2 separate regions of the Sus scrofa genome follow, and region 2 is linked to region 1. Evidence: chromatin contacts called from public HiChIP or PLAC-seq data. All regions are on one chromosome and are shown on one strand. The core of a region is the stretch at or near the end of the contact, and the rest is flanking DNA. Distances in the headings are between cores, read along the strand shown.

The links. HiChIP or PLAC-seq counts read pairs in DNA pulled down with a chosen protein or histone mark.
Region 2: a contact with region 1 is called in an H3K27ac HiChIP or PLAC-seq map of alveolar macrophages. The contact joins two enhancer-like sites. A contact is called at or near these places in 1 of 5 promoter capture datasets (fetal liver) and 1 of 2 datasets of contacts at active chromatin or transcription factors (alveolar macrophages).

Annotation. Positions count from the first base shown.
Region 1 is chr9:72,557,240-72,564,234 of Sscrofa11.1, reverse strand. The region is part of intron 5 of CDK6 (a long non-coding RNA gene); the gene reads left to right. Among named protein-coding and RNA genes, the nearest start is that of FAM133B, 57 kb to the right of the region's middle. Within about 2 kb of position 2,959, at least 27 of the 83 cell types and tissues checked have an H3K27ac peak or open chromatin away from gene starts, as enhancers often do. A contact at or near this core is called in alveolar macrophages, where this site is marked.
Region 2 is chr9:73,004,304-73,010,786 of Sscrofa11.1, reverse strand. No RefSeq gene overlaps it. Among named protein-coding and RNA genes, the nearest start is that of HEPACAM2, 67 kb to the left of the region's middle. Within about 2 kb of position 3,691, at least 3 of the 83 cell types and tissues checked have an H3K27ac peak or open chromatin away from gene starts, as enhancers often do. A contact at or near this core is called in alveolar macrophages, where this site is marked.

The DNA.
Region 1 (6,995 bases), core at 1,710-4,209:
CCACCACGCAAGTGCTTTTGGACATAGGAGTGGACGATTTGCTTTCCATGCCAAACCTCATGAAATGGGATTTGTCTTCCCTCGCAGACAGGTGGCCAAGCTGTTCCAGAGAGGCCTCTGGCTGCCCACTGGCCTCACTGGATCCACAGCACTGCGGTGGCACAGCATAAGCCACCTATCTGACCCCATGCCCTCACAATCTGGAGCCCACGTGGCAGCCTCAGGTGGTGACAGCTTTGGTCAGGTGGTGTGGAGTTCCCCTGGCAGACGGAGGAGAGCCAGAGAGCAGCTGTCCTGCATCATTTTTGTGTGACAGAGGGAACCTCGAAAATGGCTGCCCCAGTAGTTAGAGGACTGGCTTTCCTCCCTCTGCCTCGGGGTGGATTAGGCCTTGGGAAAGGAGTTTGGGCCTTCTCACTCTGTACACAGTACTTACCGTGGCCTTCTGTGCTTATTCTGTGCACACTTATTATGGGCACCAGAGACAGGTTTCACAAGCCTTTTTCCTATGAGACTAGATTAGTCATGAGGGTTAATTATTCTGTACTTAGAGGAAATATTATGATGGAGAGAAAAATAGGTTTCTGGAAGCCAGGAAATAGAGGGTCTCAGAACATCAAATTGCTCCATAAAGAAAGCACGGGACCAGAGTTCCCGTCGTGGCACAGTGATTAACGAATCCGACTACGAACCATGAGGTTGCGGGTTCAGTCCCTTGCCTTGCTCAGTGGGTTAAGGATCCGGCATTGCCGTGAGCTGTGGCATAGGTTGCAGACGCGGCTCGGATCCCGCGTTGCTGTGGCTCTGGCGTAGGCCAGTGGCTATAGCTCCGATTCGACCCCTAACCTGGGAACCTCCATATGCCACGGGAGCGGCCCTAGAAAAGGAAAAAAAAAGAAAAAAAAAAGAAAGAAAAAGAAAAAGAAAGCAAGCACGGGACCATTTTATTACAGTCTTTGTACACACACACCGAAAAAATAATCATGATTCTCTAAACATCCAAAATGCCCCTTCTTAGCTATGTGTGGCGTCCAGTTCCAACCCCACATATCCTCAGGGAGCGTCCCTTCTTGCAGAGAAAAGCGCAGTTGGATTCTAATAAAAGAAGACCCTGAGTCTTCATGCTGTTGCCTTCAGCTAACGCTGCTGAATTTCTGCTTGTAAGATAATAATGAAATAGCCATTTCCAGAAATGCAAAGAAGGCAGGTCAGAACTCCCCGGTGCTGGCCCTAAAAGCCTTCTGGTTTTGAGTGCCTCAGACCACAGCATTGATAGAAAAAAATTTGGACCCAGTTCCCTGCTTTTGCCTTCCACTCTTCCCCACTAAGGGCCCACATGAAAAGCAAGTGTGGCCTTGTTTTCTCTGGATCCTCTGGGCCCATTTCTTTTCTTTCATCATCTTTCCTAAAGCTGATAGGACAGTTCCACGGGGGAGAAACAACTAGTACACTTGGATGAACTCTGCGAGATGCAAAGAGCATTCGTCTTGTCCCTGATTCTGAAGTGCTTCTTTGTATGGAGGGGGAAAAAAATGAGGATCGTTCTAGACTGGATAGTCAAATCTCATTTGTGTCATATTTGTGATGTTTTGAACTGGGTGGAGAAGGCATTAGTGATAAAGCATATGGGATTGTAAGGCAGTGGTTGACCTGCTTAACAGAACCCGAGTTGTCAACAACCCTTGAAAAGCACTTGAAAATTCCAGTTGTTGCTAAAGATGAAAGAGAAATGAATAGACCTCATCAGCTCTTCCTCTTCTGTGTCATCCTTTAGGTTAAATGTCACCTCCTTAGAGAGGCCTTTCCTAACCACACTGTTCTTCACCAGAGCATCTTATTTTCTTCATAATACTCACCCTTTACAGATTGCTTTCCTTTCTCCGTATCTGAACTATAAGCCCTACAAGATCAGGGACCACATCAGTTCCCTCATTCCTATGTTCCCTGCACTCAGCAGTGAAGAGCCTTCCAGATTCTCAAGATGCTGAAGGAATGAAGGAATACTTGAAGTCCCGTGTGGCAGACTTGTTTCGTGTTCTTAGTGGACTCACGGTTCCTTAGGATCCCTCCATCCCTCTCTTAGATTCAAATAAGCAACACCACTTGGTCTCAACATCCAGCTTACCAGAGTGGTTTCCATTCATTACTTTTTCTTTAAAGAAAAAAAAACCTGGAATTTTTGTTCAGAGTCTCCAATCCACTAACAGTTCCATCTCTGAGGCTGCAGTCTAGTGAAGTGGTTGCAAGCTCTGGCTTTGGAGCATCTAGTTTCATCTCTGTCACTTCTTAGTTGGCTAATGGTGACTCATTATTAACCATCTCTCGACCTCAGTTTCCTCAACTGTAAAATGAGGATATTAATATAGACCTCTCACCTAGTGTTAATCTGAGGTTAAATAAAACAGCACATGTAAAGTAGTGAGTTTTTGTTTCGCACTGCCTATGCTTAGCAAAACTTGGCCACTGTTATTTTTGTTCATACTGTTAAAGTGCCTTGGGGCATCATTTTTCTAGAACAGGATAAGGGGTGACTTCTTGTCAGAGGTAACCCTAGGCATTTGAAGAATTCAGGGTCAAAAATGGAGTTCCTGTCGTGGCTCAGCACAAATGAATGTGACTGGTATACATAAGAACACAAGTTTGATCCCTGGCCTGGCTCAGTGAGTTAAGGATCCAGTGTTGCCATGAGCTGTGGTGTAGGTTGCAAACGCGGCTCGGATCCTGCATTGCTATGGCTGTGGCATAGGCCAGCGGCTACAGCTCAGATTAGACTCCTAGCCTGGGAACCTCCCAATGCCTCGGGTGTGGCCCTAAAAAGACAAAAAAAAAAAAAGAAGAAGAAGAAGAAGAACTCAGAGTCAAAAAACATAGGACCTGTAGTGCTGAGGTTTAGGCAAAGCCTCATGCCTAAGAGCACAAAGTATGAACTTAGGTCACAGCCGACTGGGCAGGATGGCCACATGACTCAATATTGAAGTAGTGACTAATTGTCGCAGGGTTCCTGGTGTCTCTTCCCCTCCACCCCACCACAGTCACCACAAAGGCTAAAACTGATCCAGGAGTCTGGTTAGAGGCTGAGCATACAGTGAGTTTCAGCAAACCCATCTAGCAAGAGTAGAGAAGCCAGACAGGCACTCCAGGTGAGGGCTCTACTAACTGTGACAGGCAGGAATTGGGGACCCCTGTGTCATTGTCCTTAGTACCTCACAGAATCCAGAGTGCAGTCCCCAGGGTGTAATCAGCTGTCAGAGATTCTTGTTTGGAACCACAGGAAGAGGTGGCTCACAACAACTCATAGGGAAACTCCAAACAGTCAGCAGGAAGAAACTCAATCACAGATGAAAATGATTTTGTCCCCCTCATTTTTCTATGCAGTTAATCTGAGGGGGGAAGTGAGGCGACATTCAGCTATGAGACATTTACTGAACAGAATGTACTTTAACTGTTCCCTTTCATTTAGTGGCAGGTTGACAGGACTTGACCAAGAAAAAAAGCAATGACTTGAGCATTTAATGATCTTGCTGGACGTAATTGCCTTTCATACAGATTTGTGAGGCTGATGCTCCCCTTTTCCATCTCGCTTGGAATTCAAAGAGGAGCTCGATTGCTTTTAATGTTTCTGAACCATAGAAAGTCAGTAATCTAGACTTTTTTTTAAAATCTTACATTTAATATAAGATTTCTTTTTTAAATAGTATGCATTGTGTTCTTCATTTAACAAAAGTCGTGTTAGTTTACTGTAAAACTTTTTTTAAAATATGAGTAAAGCGTACAGGATAAGCCTAGAGCATCTTATTGTACCAGAAAGTAAGAAGATGCTAAAAAAAATTATGGTAACATGTCAGAAGTGCACAGGATTCAGCTTAAAGGGAACCATTAGATAATTCTGAAATAATTTGAGCATCAACATATATAATTATAGAAATGGATTAAACCCATTAAATAAAACACAAGTTCGTGAGTCCATACTTAGAAGTGGACAAGTAAATGGCAGAGAAGGGAAAGCTCTTTCTTAATTTAGAATGCCAACTAATAAATATAGATAGAATGGTAGATTTAGAAAAGTATCAATGATGCTAAAACTTTGAGTGAACATATTTTGATGCAGATCAAGAAATTTATATAATGTCAAAAAAGCTCTATAAAATACTTATTTTTCAAGGTGAGGAGAAAGAAGAAGAAAGAAAACCATCAACCAGGAGCCAAGAGATGACCATTAATAATTACTTAACAGGTGTCTTGATTGTTTTGCCTGTATGTTATAATCTTTTGATTTTCTTATTAAATGAGCTCATGCTTTTTGTAACTTGTTTTTCTCATATAAAAAAATCATGATCTTATTTATTTGTATTTAAATATTGGTAGGCAAGTAGTAAATATTTGGTGAGTGAAATTCACAAGCCTTTTTAAAAGCGAGATCGTTATCTGTGTTCTTGTAATTAAGGTTTCCCTCATTCCCACCACTTTTCCCAGGAATTAGGATTAATTCCTAGAAGTGGAATGGTGAGGTAAAGAATATTCTAAACCCTCAAACCTTTGATACCTGGAGCCAAATTGCCCTCCAGAAAGATTTTTCTATTTTATTTTCCCACCAGTGACATATGTATTCATCACATGACTTTCAACACATTTTTAGGGAAAAAGACTGGGATTAATGTGTACACAACACTCAGAGTGGGATCCAACCATTGTTAAATCAGAAAATAATAGTGATTCAGATCCTCTTCTCTCCACAGATAGGTTAGATTCTTTCAGGACCAAAAGATGGGGATCACTAACGGCTTTCCAAAGCCTTTCCTGTTGTATGATGCAGTTTTTGTTAATGCAGAAAGCTCTGATTTCGGATAGAACCTGATTTTAGTGGAGCCACTCGTAGCCCATATGATACGCCTTACCACCCTCTTTTAGTCTTTATCAGAAAACCCTACCACCTGTGCTAGCTCTGGTGCGTCAAAATAAATGAGAAGAAAAGCCTGGACCCTGATTGTGACAGGCCAGCGTGGAGCACCAGCACTGTCAACACAGAGCCTCCTACAGGACCCCTTTGTATGAACCTTGATGCCGGGTCCTTAACCTACGTGAACACCAGCAGCCAGTGCAGCTTCTAGGCCTGACAGTGCAGGATGCACACGCACTCCACGGCAACAGAGCAGGTGCCCCCTTATGCTCACTGGTGTCCATGGCAACCGCACCAGCTGACGTAAGCCTCCAGCTAGTTGGAGCTGGGGTTTGCCTTATCTCTGGATCCATACAGGACACTGATTCTGAAGGAGAACCAAGAAGAGGAGATTCAGAATAGTTCCTCTGGATTCCAAAGATGAGAAATCAGTAAAACTATAAGCATGATGTGGATTTGCTTATATTTTCCCTTTTTTGGCTTCCACTGGCTCACATGTTCTCAAGTGATGACAGTTGGGCTGATTGAGAGCCGTTAGTCAAATCCAGTAATAGTATTAATCTGTGGTTGGAAATGACTGTTAAAGTAAGTGCCAGGCTATTCAGTTGTGGTTTTTCTTCCAGCGTCCAGTCGTGCCAGGCTTCCAGTGGGAGGGGAGGAATAGAGGCTGTGGTAAAGGAAACCGTTGATAAACGAAAGAAACCAGAAACTGTCACTACCCATAACAACGAAACAACAACAAAAAAACTGCAGAAAAGAGGGGGAGACAGAGGAAATTGTACAAAGCGGTTGAAGCCTGCTGTCTGATGTGATCATTAGACATGAGGCTGGTGGTGCCTGAGGCCCTGACTCCAGTTTTCCAGTGAGTACAGGAAGGCTCTAAGTACCAAGCCCAAATTCTCCAGTAACACTGCTAAGCAAGAAAGCTTTTCTTGAGGGAAGAGAGAGACTGGAGTTTAACTGAAGCTATTTTTATCAGCTTCCTAACATGCTCCTCAGACCACTGATAGACAAAGGAAGCCAGAGGTCTGGTCACCAAATTATGTCAAAAGAGTTGACCCCATAACCCTCTTGACTGAATTTTCCAGAACAACTCTTTAATAAGGTTGCACTAGAGTTCCCAACATGGCTCAGTGGAAACGAATCTGACCAGCATCCATGAGGACGCAGGTTCGATCCCTGGCCTCACTCAGTGGGATAAGGATCCGGCATTGCCATGAGGTGTAGGCCAGCAGCTGCAGCTCCGTTTCAGCCCCTAGCCTGGGAACCTCCATATGCCAAGGGTGCGGCCCTAAAAAGCCAAAAAAAAAAAAAAAAAAGTTGCGCCATTCCTTAGTTTTCAAGAAATGCATGTTGTAACTGAAAAGTGCTTAGCAGTCAGTGTCTTCTGTTTGCTGTTTTTATTTCAAGAACTTTAGACTGACAGCTCTCCATGTGTGTTCACCAAAGCTCTGAGATGTTGTGGGATTTTTTTGGTACTTTCAAAAGGAAAAAACTTTCAGTAACTATGTATTCAGTGAACTGAGAAACAAAATGGTTCTATAAGGGAACGGAAGATCTAAGTTCCAGAGTTAACAATGAGTAGCGTCTGAACCCAGTACACTTTCGAATTTCACTGTCCTCAACAAGAAAGTAGCTATTTTACCAGCTGTTCTAACATGTGTCAGCGTTTCCAAGAGGCACATGTATTTTTTCATTTTTGCTTATTTATAGAATCAGGATGTAAATTGGAATCTGTTGGTAGCAGGTTGCATCTTAGATTTGATGAAAAATAGTGGTTTTGCTTAAAAAGCAAAAGTTTGTCATTTTCTGCATATCATTAGTACCCAAAGGCTGATTAACTCTGGGAGTTAAAAGACGTTTGTAAGCGTAGGTACGGAAAATGTATTTAATTCATGGACATTTTTTTCTTTTTTTCTTCCAGTTTTATGTATATATAATTGACATAAAGCACTGTTTAAGGTGTACAGGATAATGATTTGACTTAAATACATTATGAAATGATTATTACAGAAAATTTAGTGAACAGCTATCAACTCATAGATACAAAGTTAAAACAAAATTTTTCCTTGTGATTAAACTCTTAGGATTTACTCTC
Region 2 (6,483 bases), core at 2,442-4,941, 450 kb before region 1:
GTCTTCTAAGAAAAGAAAGCACTCTGCAAAGCCTGTTTGCTTCTCAGTCACTGGTCTATTGAAATCTAGAAGTGCTGGGAAAGAAGTCACACAAATGGCAAGAATAACTGAGCAACTCCCACTAAGAGTGTAAAGAGGGGTGGTGGGGGCATGCAAAACCATCTCCACCAGGACACATCATTTTGGTATTTATGCATTTTGTTTAAAATAAAATTTTCACACTGCAAACTTAAAAAGTCACCATACAGCTTAGCAGATTAAGTATGTCATGTAAACTTTCCAGAATTTTACAGTGCTCATTTTCATGATCAGATCATGCCAGTTTTTTGCCTTTCTGACTCATAAATATATGTCTGTTTTGTTTTATGGCTGCACCTGTGGCATATGGAAGTACTGGACCAGGGGTCGAATTGGGGCTGCAGCTGCTGGCCTATGCCATAGCCTTGGCAACACTAGATTTGAGCTGCATCTGTGACCTATGCCATAGCTTGAAGCAACACAGGATCCTTAACCCACTGAGCGAGGCCGAGGATTGAATGCCCATCCTCATGGACACTATGCCATGTTCTTAACCACAAAGGGAACTCTGATACATATTTTCTTCTTGGAAAAAAAAAATAGAAGTTATAAAAGCAGAAGAATGAAAGGTTCTGCATAAGACAATTTGTTGTTTTAAGGAATAGTTTGCAAATGGCATGGTGAAGCATACTCCACAGTCTAAAAGACAAAATAAATGCAAATAGTCTTCATTGTTAGGCTCAAATATGACGATTAATACTAAAAAATCTTACATTAGAATATGGGCTATGGAGTTCCCGTCGTGGCGCAGTGGTTAACGAATCCGACTAGGAACCATGAGGTTGCGGGTTTGGTCACTGAACTCCCTCAGTGGGTTAATGATCCGGCGTTGCCGTGAGCTGTGGTGTAGGTTGCAGACGCGGCTCGGATCCCGAGTTGCTGTGGCTCTGGCATAGGCCAGTGGCTGCAGCTCCTATTAGACCCCTAGCCTGGGAACCTCCATATGCCGCGGGAGCAGCCCAAGAAATAACAAAAAGACAAAAAAAAAAAAAAGAATATGGGCTAGGTTTGCTTTATAAATAATGTTAGGAATAAGAAGGATTTTTTTCTATCATTGTTGATTGCTTGTCTGCTATGGAAGACTGTGACTGAGATATTCATTCAATGTCCGTTCCAACCGAAGAGCCTGGAAGTAGTTCCATTCCCTGATCCTTTAGTGCCACCTATGGTTCCAAATTAGAAAGTGTTGGATTAAGCATAAAATCTAAGTATTGTGAAAAATAATCTAATTTTAAATTAGCATATTTATCACTATTATATTTTGCCTTTTGGGTCAGACAAAATGAACAAAATGCCTTTCTGGAGGGCAATTTGACAGTTTGCATTAGATTTTAAAATATTTAGACTCTTTAATCCAATAATCCATTTTTAATAAGTTATGAGAGACGAAGACACATGTATAAGAATATTTATTACAGTATTATTGCAAAGAATGATGCATTATACATGTGAGATGGAATATGATACATTTAAAAACACATCAAAAAGAGAAAATCACCTTTAGTTATAATTTCTGTGATTTTTAACCTTATGGAAAGATTTCAGGTCTTTTTAGAAACTCTTAAAACCTTAAAGAGGAAAAATAAATAGTGTGTAATAGCACACCAAAATAAAATCCATATGGGAGTTCTCATTGTGGCTCAGTGGGTTTCAAACCCAACTAGTATTCAAGAGGATGAGGGTTCAATCCCTGGCCTCACTCAGTGAGTTAAGGATCCAGCGTTGTTGTGAGCTGTGGTGTAGGTCACAGTTGTGGCAGGTCACTGACACAACTTGGATCCTACTTGCTGTGGCTGTGGTGTAGGTTGGCAGCTGCAGCTCCAATTGGACCCCTAGCCTGGGAACTTCCATATGCCACAGGTGCAGCCCTAAAAAGAAAAAAAAAATTCATAACCCACAAAACTGAACAGCTATGTGCCTAGAAAATGAAATTTATAAATGTACTGAGATTGTCATATTTTTCATATACACCAGTCACAATAAATGAGATAGTACTTTGCAGAGAAAATAGAAGCCACCAGATGGAAACGCCATCATTCTAAAACAAAACACACCTCCTTTATTCTTCCATCCTGGTCTGCATTTCTCTAGTTATCATAGAGGGGCCTAAGCTCTTTACCTCTGCTTTCGCATCTACCCTCTGTTACCTATTCAAGAATTTTACACCATCTGTTACCCTTTTCTTCTTTTCTGTACCTTCAGTCTTTCCTATCAATGAATTGTGTTCCACCAGCTTTAAAATGTACTTGTGTCTGATATCCAAAATAATGATAATAATAATTCCTCAGTCAAACCCATACCCTCTACCTCTTCACTTCTAGCAAACTATAATCTTATATCCATCTCTCACCTCACAGTCAAGCTTTTTAATTTCTAAATTTTTCATACCTCCTATTCAGTCCTTAACTCACTCCAATCTGGTATGTACCCCTATCACTCTATTAAAAGAGCTCTCTGTAAAATCACCAGTGACCTCCAGGCTACTAAACATGGACTTTTTTCAGTATTCATTGTCATGTCTCAACAGTAGTCAACACTATTGACCAATGCCTCCTTCCTGAAACACTCACTACTCTTGGCTTCCCCCACTTCTCTAGACTTTTCTCTGTTTCTTCTGCAGCTCATCCTCCTATTCTTGGCCATTAAATATCTAGCTCAGTTTTTGACCCTCTTCTCACTCCTTAATCTCTTCCCAAGCAATTCTTTATAGCTATGTTTTCAATTACCACCTATATGCAAATGATTGACAAACCCTAAGACAGTACTTTTCCTCTGAGTTCCAGGAATACAGTTGAAAAACATATATTTCTTCATTTTTTAGAGACATCTAAGGTATCTCAGCTCTGTTTAACCAAAACCTAACTCACGATTCTTCCTTCCAAATTTATCCTCTCTGTGGCCTCTTTCAGTCTTATAAATGGTCCCAACACCAATCTTACTGTACAAATCAAATGCTAAAGATCATCCTTGATGTTTCCCTCTCCTTCACCATGTACATTTAATCCATCTCCAGGCTCTGTTGCTTCTACTTCCTACCTCTTAAATCCATTTTTGCTCCATCTCCACCACCATATCAAACCAGGTCAACATTACCTCTAGTCTACGTTACAGCAATAATGCCTTATTACTTTCAATAGTCTTAAGAGATTTATTTATCTTTACTCAATCTATGTACCATTTTTTTTAGTAAATTCAATAACTCGGACTTCTATGCAACTTTGGATAGGAGTGGTGAGAGAGGACATCTTTGCCTTGTTCTTGATCTCAAGGAAATCGTATCCAGTTTCTTACCATTAAGTCGTATTAGTTCTTGGTTTTTTGTAGATGTTCCTTAACAAGCAGAGAGACTTCTCTACTACACCTAGTTTTCTGAGAGTGTTTATCATAAATAGAAGTTGGATTTTGCCAAATGCCTTTACTCAATTGATATGGTCATATAAAATTTTTTTTTATCTGCCCACTGGGCAGATTTCTCTTTACTATTTTTTGTCAAGGTTACTGTTGAGTGTTGCTCTAGTGTGGTAATAGTTCATTTTTAGTTAGTGCCAATATATTGAGCTGACTCATCTGTGAACCAAACCTTATCTTCTACTTTTTCTCTCAGTTGGTCATGAAAAATCCCCATGACATCATAAGTATAATTTGAGGGAGAGGCAATAGTGCAACTGAGAGAGATGATGTGGAATTCTGGGCCTGTTTCTGAGACTGATGGGCCATTTCTTCGATTACTCGTGAGACCTCTGGACCTGCTGAGATATGACCTAAAGGTACCATTCTAGCATTTGAAAGAGTGCTGTTGCCCAGCTTAACCTCATGGTTCATTGACTCCGATAACACATAGCTTGGGTTGTAAAACTGAGTCATTTGACATCACGTGGTCAGAAGTCTCTAGGGGAGTTCCCATCGTGGAGCAGTGGTTAACGAATCCGACTAGGAACCATGAGGTTGCGGGTTCGATCCCTGCCCTTGCTCAGTGGGTTAACGATCCTGCGTTGCCGTGAGCTGTAGTGTAGGCTGCAGACTCGGCTTGGATCCTGCGTTATTGTGGGTCTGGTGTAGGCCGGTGGCTACAGCTCCGATTGGACCCCTAGCCTGGGAACCTCCATGTGCCGAGGGAGCGGCCCAAGAAATAGCAAAAAGACAAAAAAAAAAAAAAAAAAAAAAAGAAGTCTCTAGGGCTTCTTTTCAGAAATCAAAAGCCCTGCTGTTATAAGAATCCTGGGGAACATATAATGTGCCTCTCCTTTTAGGCCTTTTGAGGGACCCCATGGAACATTTTTACCCACAATGGACACTGCTAGCATTATGAGATCTGCAGGATTGTGCGGCCTTACACCATGGTTTGGATCTTCTGCAGAGCTCTTTCTTCCTCTAGACTCTGCAGACCAAGAGATCCCTAAAATTTTCATCAGTGTGACAGACCCCTGATTTTGCAGTGTATCTTCACCTTCTGGCATATGTTTTTCTTACTAAGAAGTCCAAATTATTTCCTGTACACTAAGTCCATTTGGCATGATGTTATCAACATAGTTAGTAAGTATGAATCAAGCTGCTGTGAACATTCTTATACATGTCTTTTTGTAGACACTTGCATTTTTCTTCCTTGAATAGACCAGAATGTTCAGCTTAAGTAGACAAAGTTTTCCAAGATGGAGATATATATATATATATATATATATCTCCATCTCCTCACAATCAGTGTATAAGAGTTCCATTTACTTGATCTCAATATATATGTATGGTCTAATTTATCAAAAATTTCCTTTATCATTAGCACTTTTCATATCCTGCTTAAGAAATTTTGCCTATCTTCATAGTCTCCTGTGTTTTTTTCTCGTCTTTTTTTTCTTTATTTTAAATATTTATAGTTTTGAGAAACATTGCTGAATTTCTCTCATTTACATTTCTACAGTATATGGGTTAGCTTGTTTTCCCACACCTTCCCCAACACCAGGTATTAAATTTTTTCAATTTGGCAACAGATATGAAAAAAGTGATATTTTATACTATTTTGATACATTTAATTATGAGTGAAGTTGAATATATTGCTTATCAATATTTTTTCCTTGAAAATCCCTTTTATATCTTTTGCTTACATTTTTATTGAGCTATTAAAGTTTTTTTGTACTGATTTGTAAAGATTCTTTGTAAATTAGAAAATTAGTTCTATACTAGTATTAAAGGTGTTACAGTTTTCCTGGTTGATTGGTGCTCTTTTGGCTTATTTTATGAAAAATTTTGCAAAGTGATTTACATGTTTATGCAACTCAAATGTATTAGCTTTTTCTCTATATGCCTTTTAGGGCTTATCTTTGTCTTCCCCACTTTAATATTTTTAAAACTTGGTCATGTTTTCTGAGAGTGTATTAATGAATTCATTACATTTAAATCACTGAGTCATCTGTAATTTAATGTTGCCAAAGTGAAAAAAAAAATGAAAACCACAATAAGATAAAATTTCAAACCTACTTGAACAACAAAAATTAGAAAGTCTCATAATACCAAGGGTTAGCAAGAATGTAAAATAAGAAAACTCTTGATCCGTTACTAACGGGAACATAAACAGGTGCAACTTTGGGAAACCCTTTAACATTATTTATGAATGTTGATCATGTGCATCAATCAGAATTCCCCTACAGGAAATATTTTCTAGAACAACTCTTATTCATATGCATCAGAGACATGCACAACAGTATTCAAAACTGCATTATGCCACCCTAAGATTCATCAACAGAAGCATGGATAAGCCAGATATGGCAGAATCACATGATAAAATATTAAATAGCAATGAAAAAAAATAAGTACAGTTAACCTCAATATGGATGAATCTCAGGAACAATGCTGAGTGCATGAATACATATAATACAGTTCCAGTAAACAATACTAAGCAGTATATTGTTTACCGGTATTTTTACAGGTATTAAAATCTCCAAAGAAAACTGAGGAATTCTAAACCTATTTGCATACTGATGGGAAGAATGCCATTTAAACTGGGAAATTTTAATTTGGAGTTAAGACTCTAAGAGTGAAGGAGAAGATGAACTTCAGGTTACTTCTTTTATTGGGGATTAGGAATGTTATTTTATAGGTGGTAATTGTATGAATCCTTTTTTTTTTTTTTTTGTCTTTTCTAGGGCCACTCCTATGGCATATGGAGGTTCCCAGGCTAGGGGTCTCATCGGAGCTATAGCTGCCGGCCTACACCAGAGCCATAGCAACACCAGATCCAAGCCACACCTGTGACCTACACCACAGCTCACGGCAATGCCGCCAGATCCTTAACCCACTGAGCAAGGCCAGGGATCAAACCCACAACCCCATGGTTCCTAGTCAGATTCGTTAACAACTGAGCCACAGTGGGAACTCCTGAATCCTTTTTTATTTTTAATAATCACAAACTTGTAA